2 separate regions of the Sus scrofa genome follow, and region 1 is linked to region 2. The links are chromatin contacts, called in public HiChIP or PLAC-seq maps. All regions are on one chromosome and are shown on one strand. The core of a region is the stretch at or near the end of the contact, and the rest is flanking DNA. Distances in the headings are between cores, read along the strand shown. Region 1 overlaps INPP5F (phosphatidylinositide phosphatase SAC2). Region 2 has its middle 31 kb from the start of INPP5F.

Region 1 (4,330 bases), core at 221-2,720, 59 kb after region 2:
CACCAGGTCCTCCCTTGGAAGGACAGGCACCTGTGCCCTGGCTTTAGAGGGAATTTTATTCATGAGAAAGTAGATGTTTTATAGGCAGGTCCCAAAAAGTCATGAAAAGGACCAAATGAAATATTTTAAGCATGAAATTTAAATATCTGTTTTTCCCTTGGTATTGATTTTAATATGTTATGAGCTATAGGAAGCTTTACAGTTATTCCTATGTAAATGGGAAAGTAGCTGTCTCTGTAGTGTGCTTTTTTTTTCTCTTAGAACAAAATATTGAGTATTTGGAAGCTAGGTTGATTCCTGGATATTATAAAGCACAGATTGCCAGAGACAGTCTAATTTTCTTTTGCTAGATTCTTTGGTTATTTTTTAAAATTTGTTTTTATTGAATATTTTATAGAGACAAAAAGCTATTTATCACAGGTAGGCAATATGGTTTGCTGTGAAACACACAGACATTTTTCTTCCAGCCAAATTAAGAATGAAACTTGACCCACGTCTTTGGAGCCCTCCCTGCTTTTTAAGTGTATCCTCCTGCTTTTTCCCTTCCAGAGAACCTGGGATTTTGAATGCTATACTTAATAGTCCCTTGATCTTCACTGTTGCTTTTATTTACATATGTATCCCAAACAATCTGTTGCTAAGATTTGTTTTAGAAATTTTGTATGTAAATGATATTAAACTGTTTTGTTTTTTTTTACTTCTCCCCCTCCAACTTGATACTTTTGAGATTTATCCAACTGATATATGAAACTAATTCCTTATTTTCACTGTTGTTTGTATATATCATAATTTGTTCTTTGCTGTCATTGGGTAATTTTTGTCTTTTTTTTTTTTTTGCCATTAGAAATAATACTGCTGTGAGCGTTGTTGAATTCTGTCTTTGGTAGCTTTTAAATTCTTTCCATACAAAGGAGAAAAGCATTTAGATATTGTGTAACATGCTAAGTATTTTAGTCACACCCTCCTACCTGTCCACATTTACATATGTATATTTTTAATTCATTTATATGCTGACAGGATAATTTCACAGTTGAATGTTCTGAGCTAAAATTCATTTTCTATTGTTTAAGTGAAGTGTATGAAACTTTTGAGTTATTTTTCTCCAATTTCAGTTACATCTTGAAACTGTGAATAAATCACAGGCATCAGTCAAGAGACCTGAATTCAAGCTTTATTTATTAGGTTTGAGATAGAGCAGTTACATAACATCTGTGTCATCTCTTGCTATATAACGCAACCCCAAAAGTTAATGCCTTAAAACAGCAGTGTGGAATAGCTCATGATTCTATGACCACACAGCACTTCTGCCCTTTTCTTCTGTTGGCTGGGGGCATTTGTGAGGTAGCATTCAGCTGGGAGTTTGCCTGGGGCTGCTCAGTTTTCTTTCATGTGGCAGCTCTGCTCAAGTATCTCATCTCAAGGCCTCTCCTTGGGTCCTCTCTCTCCTAGATCCCTGGACATCCTTTCACAGTGCCAAGATGACAGGTTCCAATGTATGAGGGAACTGTACATTGCACAAGCTCTGCTTGTGTCTCTGAGTATGCTAATATCCCATTAGTCAAAGGAGGTCACACAGCCAAGCCTGGAACCAACATAGGAAGAGACTTCACACGGGTTTGCATCCCAAAAGAATGATTCACTGGGGCCACAATGCCTCTGAGCCTCTGCTTCCAAAACTGTAAAACAAGGGTAAAAATCACTGCCCACTTTTTCCCTTAGGGTGTTATGAGTTTCAAATGAGATAATATACCTAAAGGTGCTTAGTAAATTATCACTGTTTTATTCTTTTGGTTGCAAATACAAAACTATCAGCTTATGCAGCAAACAAATTTTTATTAGGAATTCAAGGCAATAAAACCAAGAAATGGATTTGTGCAGCATCTGAGATTACCTTTTGTGGCAGGTGGTCTCTGGCCACCACTTTTCCTTGCACAGCTCCTATTCTTCTTTTGGCTTTCTTTGTTTCTGTGTATGTGGGGCAAAATTACTGCCCTTATATGGTCCTCAAACCAGCTGCAGTCCTCAAACCAACCAACCAACATCTGATGGTCCCTACAGCCCCTGAAGACTAGCTATCTAGTTCAGACCCCTAGAGAAGAGGCTCTTTTCGGCTCAGCCTGAACCAGGGGCCTTCCCTCGTCACCAAGTTCAAACATGCCCACCACTCTAAGCAGGACTGTTTGTACTTGGCAGACAACCCAAAGTCATTTCCTACAAGCATTGTACAAATATGTTACTGGTTGACAAGTCTGATACAGTGAAAATAGTCATTAGGAGGTGGCAAAAGTGTGGTCATTTCCCATGGTCATCTTGTGTGGTCGGCCCCTCTTTACATGCACTTTGCCTCCGTGTACCACGTGCCTTTCTTTGGACCCAAAACAAGTTGGTAGGCAGTGTATGTACGTATTATATAGGATATTTTAGAAGAAGGAGAATTGGGAAGTTGACTGAACTAAAGAAAGAAAAATTAAAAAGTGAAGAAGTACAGGAAAGTGTCTCAGTTTTCACTTTTCTAACCTCTGTACCTTTTTTTTTTTTTTTTTTCTTTTTTCTTGTCTTGTCACATCACTTCTAAGGTTTGGCTTTTAAGAAAGGGTGTGGGGAGGAAGCAAAGGAAAATCTTTTATGGGCCCCCTGCTGTTCTCATTTCCCTCACCCACTCGAGAACTGCAACCCCACCCTGTGTGTCACTCCACCCCCGGTTCCTCGCCCTCTGAACATCCATCTTACTCTTCTTGTCTCTCTTTGTTCATCCTCTGTCCAGGGCAGGCCTCATAGCTTTCCCTCACTGTGCCCCGTTAAAGCTCTTGCTCTGGCCACACCACCAGCTTGGCCAATGGGCAGTGTGCTCCTGCTGTGTGTTAGAACTGAGATAATTACACCATGTGCACTTTCCCACTGGAGCATCTTACCTTCTGTGGGTAGAAGATGAGGGGAGTAAAATGTACTTAAACTCTGTCTCACTCCTGTTTCCCTCCTACTTATTCTCTACATATTAATGCACGAATTTTTGTTCTTGCCTAGTGAGATGGGAACATAAGTTTACTTGAACAGTTGTCATTGACAGTCTAAAAGCAGCGTGGGTGAGCCATGACTGTCATCAGGCTCATGGGATGTAAGCAGTCGTGACTTAGGAACTGGATTCGTTTGCTAGGGCTACCGCAGCAAAGTTTCAGAGAATAGGGGCCTCAAACAGAAATTTACTTTCTTGCAGTTCTGGAGGCTTAAAGTCCTTCAGGGTTGGTTTCTTCTGAGGCCTCTTTTTTGGCTTGTAGATGGCCATCTTCCCCCTGTGTTGTCACATCACCTTTACATTGTCTTCTCTATGTGTGCTTCTGTCTCCAAATTTCCTTTTATGAGGACATCAGTTATATTGGATTAGAGCCATCCTATTGACCTCATCCTAAATTAGTTATATCTTTAAAGACTCCTTTCTTTAAAATAGGGTCGCATTCTGAAGCACTGGGGATTCGGATTCTAACGTGAATTTTGAGGGGACATAGTTTAGCCTATGACAACCTTGTGTCCGCTGAAATACTCGGTACAAAAGCATGTCAAAGAGAATTTCCCCCATTGCTTCTGATCCTTTATTTCACAGTGGGTAGGCCATTTCCCCAAGTCTCAGTGACTAGGCGTTGGCTCCAGTGGTGGACCAACCCTGAGATCAGCTCACAATTGCCTTGGATCAGGTTACTTCATCCAAGCCTCAGTTGCTGACTATAAGACAGAGATGATAACACCTCCTAGATTTAGTTATTGTAAGATTTAATAAATTCACATGAAGTGCTTAGCATGGCTTCTTCTTCTTTTTTTTTTTTTTTTTTTTGTCTTTTTGCCATTTCTTGGGCTGCTCCCGCTGCATATGGGAGGTTCCCAGGCTAGGGGTCTAATCGGAGCTGTAGCTGTAGCCAGCCTACGCCAGAGCCACAGCAACGAGGGATCCGAGCCACGTCTGCAACCTACACCACAGCTCACGGCAACGCCGGATCGTGAACCCACTGAGCAAGGCCAGGGATCGAACCCACAACCTCATAGTTCCTAGTCGGATTCGTTGACCACTGCGCCACGATGGGAACTCCCACTTTTTGTTTGTTTGTTTGTTTTTGTTTTTGTAGCATGGCTTCTGATAGTAGTAGTAGTGATTCAATAGATACTGGCAGGTTTTTTTTCCCTTAGTTTTAAAGTAACTTAGAGATGTCAGATAGTTTACTAGAGAACCACTTGAGTTCTCACTGTACAATTTGAACAAATTTTTAAACTTGGACTGTTTTTCCCAATAATATTAATGTTTGTTAAAACTGTAATGTTATTAGCCTTTCACTTAAAGACT
Region 2 (4,517 bases), core at 384-2,883:
TAAATATACAGTAGAAATACTAAAAATACAGTAATTTAGAAATACTAAAAATACAGTAACTTTTATTTTTGATTATATTTCACCCTAATGATCAAAATTTTATAACATATAGTTTAAAAATAAAATGGCATTTCATAATCATTTCATGAACAGTCTTAAGGATTATGTTTCTTAAAATGGGGAGTTCCCATTGTGGCGCAGTAGAAACCAACCTGACCAGTATCCATGAGGATTCAGGTTTGATCTCTGGCCTCACTCAGTGGGTTAAAGGATCCGCCGTTGCCCTGAGCTGTGGTGTAAGTCGCAGATGCAGCTCAGATCCCATGTTGCTATGGCAGTAATGTAGGCCAGAAGCTGTAGCTCCCATTCGACCCCTAGCCTGGGAACTTCCACGTGCAGGGGGTGCAGCCCTAAAAAGCAAAAAAAAAAAAAAAAGTTTCGTAAAATGACAAGGAAGAGGAGTTCACTTGTGGCTCAGGTTAAGGATCTGGCATTGTCACTGCAGCAGCTTGGGCTGATACTGTGGGGCGGGTTTGATCCCTGGCCCGGGAACTTCCACAGGCTGCAGGTGTGGCCAAAAAAAAAAAAAAATGATGATGAGAAGGAGGGAGGAAAAAGAAGAAAGGAGGGGGGGGGTCTCAAGAATAACATTAATTAGTACAAAATGTACAGCTGAGATGGTTTATTTTATTATATATGTGATTTTATTTGTGATACATTGGAATGTGAAACTCAAAATATTTCTTCAGAGCTCAGGCTTTACCAAAAGCTGTTTGACAGTGAAATCTCTGGCAGGGGTTGAGGGGGCAGTTAATTTATGAACACAGGTTAAGCCAGGCAGCTTCTGGCCTGGATGGATGTTGGCTTAGTTAAATCAGACCCTGGAGTCCTGAGATCGTAGCTTTTCATTCCAGCATCCCCAGTAACTCATTGTGCATTTTAGCAAGCCACTTCCCCTTGGACTCATGCCATTCTGCTTCCATGGTTCCTAATGAAGCACTCAAATAATTAAACCCTGGAGTGAGTGATTTCACCTCGTTGTGCGGTAGGGGGCGACTCATGACTGCGCCTTCCATTTTTACCCCAGTCGGAAGAAATCCTTTCCCGTGTTCTCAGGAAGTCATTCTTGTGACTGGGGGTTCCATTTCAGAATGAATTACCTCTTTCATTACTTTTTATTTCTTCTAATACACGTGATACACTAACAAAGACCAAGACCTTATTTGAAAACCAAGTGAAAAAAAGTGAGTCCAGGATGTGGTACTGGCCTCAAGATTAAAACAGTCATCATTCATTCATGCTTTCACTCCGTGAATAAATAAGACCATCACTTTCTCAAATTGGGGAGATTTGTGAATCAGAAATAATCTAATTCACGATCTGATGAGAATTCTATTCCAGTAAAGGGAACTGACCACACCCACTTGAGACGATGGTATGATGTGACCCACACGTCTCTTGGTTGGTTTCCTATCAATGCAGTCTTGACTTTGGGGGGGAAAGCCAAATGTTCTTAATATTTTAATTCTTTTATAAGGAGCAGGGTCAAAATAAAATTTCATCATGTGAGACAGGGCTATTTTATCCTCGTATGAAAATGGAAAAATGAATGATGAGTCATGCTTATTTCTTAGAAACCTAGTAAGAAACCCCACTCCGGCAGCTCCCCCTCTCCCATAGCTCTTACTGGTGGCAGTAATTATGGGAAGTCAGAGCATTCACCATCATTCCTCCTATTGGGACTAGAGCTGCCCCTCTTCAGGCAAAATGGGCAAGGTCTGGGCAGAGAAGAAACTCAACATCGTGGTAAAGCCTAAAGCCTGCATTTGAAACATTCAAGTGAGAAGCAACTTCTTCCCTCTGTGGAAAGGGGAGGTTCCATAGTGGTGGATTGGCAGGTCAACCCTCCTATCAAGAACAGTTAAGACTCCCTGCTGGTCTAGGAAAGGACGTTAGAGATTTGGGGGTACAGCCTTCTCATTTTCAGATATGCATATCAGTGTCCAGAGACAGAGAGGTTGAGTGACTTCCCCACAGATAAGGGAGATCTCAGAAAAAAATGTGATCACCAGTATGGCACCTGAAATTGTTATCTGCTCATTATTTCCTCTTCTGCTGACAGAAGACCCTCAGTTTTACTTTGGGAAAATTCGGATCCTCCACCTCAGGCCATGTGGCTCAAATGGACCAAACTCCTCCCTTTCTTATGCCGTTTCTCAGGCTTGGTTGACCAGAGCCTCAGAACCTGGAGCTTCCAGGGGTTATCATGCAGCTAGAACCTACTCCCAAACAACGTCAACTAGAGGAAAACAAAGCTGAGAGGTGGTGAAAGACCAACTTCTGATAACAGGGTTTGAACTCCTGGATCCAACCATGCCTGATGGATATCAACTCCTGGACTTTGCAGTATGTAAACCAATTCATTTTCTTATTTGTTTTGTGTTGTGTTTCACTTGCAACTGTGTCTGAACCAATACATTCTTGACTTGTATTCATTTTTCTTTTTGACCCACAAATGCTAATCCTTGGGCTTGTCCAGAAGGGTCACTTAGGTCTGTAACACAATTTCTCTCCCCATCTATTATTGCCTTTTGCTGTGAGGATTCTGCAAGTGGATGGTGATGGCAGCAAGCAGTGAGTGAGACAGATAGCCATGGGCCTGCAGCAGGGATAGGAGACTTGGTTTCTAAAGGCTTGGGCTGCAGTTGCGGTGTGACAGGGTCTGCAGCATCTCTGGAGTCCTGGGATGCAGGTTTGATCCTCAGCCCAGCATAGGGGGTTAAGGATCTGGTGTTTCCACAGTTATTGCTGCAGCTGTGGCATGGGTCAAAATTGCAGCTCAGATCTGATCCCTGGCCCAGGGAACTCAGGGAGACCCAAAAAAAAAAAAAAAAGACTTGGGCCTGCATTTCACCATGCATCCCAATGGATTTCTGTAGTGATGTCAACATTAGTAGCAATGTAGATAACTCATTCAAATGAGAAACTAACCAGGATATAGATAACTCATCTTTTTGTCTCTTGTTTTCAAATACGCTTGTAGATATATGTATATGTGTGTGTGTGCAGGTACACATATTATATATGTGCACATATGTATGTATATACAGATTATACATGAGTGGGTGACATATATGTCTGTGTGTGTGTGTGTATGTACTCTGATTTTAGAAGTAATTTACTGCCTGCATCTGCTCCCAGGCCAAGGTGGGTCTCTTCTCAGCGTCCCTGTGATCATGCCTCTTGGTAAGAGAGGAGCCCATGAAGACTCTGTGTTCTGTCTTAATCCGCATGCCATCCTATCAGGCCTTCAGTAGCTTGGGGCACAGACTTGCTAAGTCACTGCCCAGAAGCATCTGACTGCTGTATAGGGTTGCTCACCCATCACCCAGCTCTAACGCAGAGCGCCAAAGATGGCCTTGGTTATATTCTGACTGTTTCTACCTGTATCCTTCAATATCTGTGCGCTAGGATAGAGCTTTTCTTCTACTGAAGAAAATTTGGGGAGTTCCTGTCATGCCTCAGTGGTTAACGAATCCGACTAGGAACCATGAGATTACGGGTTAGATCCCTGACCTTGCTCAGTGGGTCAAGGATCCGGCGTTGCCGTGAGCTGTGGTGTAGGTTGCAGACGCAACTCAGGTCCCGAGTTGCTAGGCCAGAAGCTACAGCTCTGATTAGACCCCTAACCTGGGAACCTCCATATGCCATGGGAGTGGCCCCGGAAAAGCCAAAAAAAAAAAAAAAAAAAAAAAAAAAGGAAAGAAAAGAAAAGAAAGAAAGTTCAGAAGGCAAAAAATATATGCAATGAAAAAAATTCTTCCATAATCTTAACACCCAGGGAATCTTGCTGTTGGCATTATCTGGTTGTATATTCCATTTTGAGTACTGTTAAGTGGAAAAGCAAGCCATGGACAAGAAGGTCAATGAAATTTGTGTTGTATTTATGTGTATATCATATGTTAGAACTCTCAGGTCTGAGAGATATATGTCATATTTATTTATAATCTATAAATGATTCTATAATCTATTTATGATTCTCTCTGGAAATGAAACAGCAAACTCTTACTTTGTAAGTCTTATATTGTTACGTTCCTTGAACTTTTTGGAAAATTATGGGTTTCCCTTGTAGTCTAAATAAAGGAAAATAGCAATTTATCATTAATTCTGCATTCCTTGTTTGATATCATTTTTACCCTGGACATCACTATTATTCCCCAACTCATCTGCTAAAATTAGTGTTTATAATGTTTAAGTGAGCTGTTATCCTAGAGTACAGATATTGAAAGATACAGCTAGAAACAGTCAGAATATAACCAAGGCCATCTTTGGCGCTCTGCGTTAGAGCTGGGTGATGGGTGAGCAACCCTATACAGCAGTCAGATGCTTCTGGGCAGTGACTTAGCAATGTCTGTGCCCCAAGCTACTGAAGGCCTGATAGGATGGCATGCGGATTAAGACACAGAGTCTTCATGAGCTTCTCTCTTACCAGGAGGCATGATCACAGGGGCGGCTGA

Evidence for each region. HiChIP or PLAC-seq counts read pairs in DNA pulled down with a chosen protein or histone mark.
Region 1: an H3K27ac HiChIP or PLAC-seq map of alveolar macrophages shows a contact between it and region 2. The contact joins two enhancer-like sites. A contact is called at or near these places in 6 of 47 Hi-C or Micro-C datasets (blood, embryonic fibroblasts, heart right ventricle and 2 more) and 1 of 2 datasets of contacts at active chromatin or transcription factors (alveolar macrophages).

What each region holds. Positions count from the first base shown.
Region 1 is chr14:129,603,096-129,607,425 of Sscrofa11.1, forward strand. All of the region lies in intron 2 of INPP5F (phosphatidylinositide phosphatase SAC2), which reads left to right. Among named protein-coding and RNA genes, the nearest start is that of INPP5F, 28 kb to the left of the region's middle. Within about 2 kb of position 1,471, at least 6 of the 83 cell types and tissues checked have an H3K27ac peak or open chromatin away from gene starts, as enhancers often do. A contact at or near this core is called in alveolar macrophages, where this site is marked.
Region 2 is chr14:129,544,233-129,548,749 of Sscrofa11.1, forward strand. No RefSeq gene overlaps it. Among named protein-coding and RNA genes, the nearest start is that of INPP5F, 31 kb to the right of the region's middle. Within about 2 kb of position 1,634, at least 4 of the 83 cell types and tissues checked have an H3K27ac peak or open chromatin away from gene starts, as enhancers often do. A contact at or near this core is called in alveolar macrophages, where this site is marked.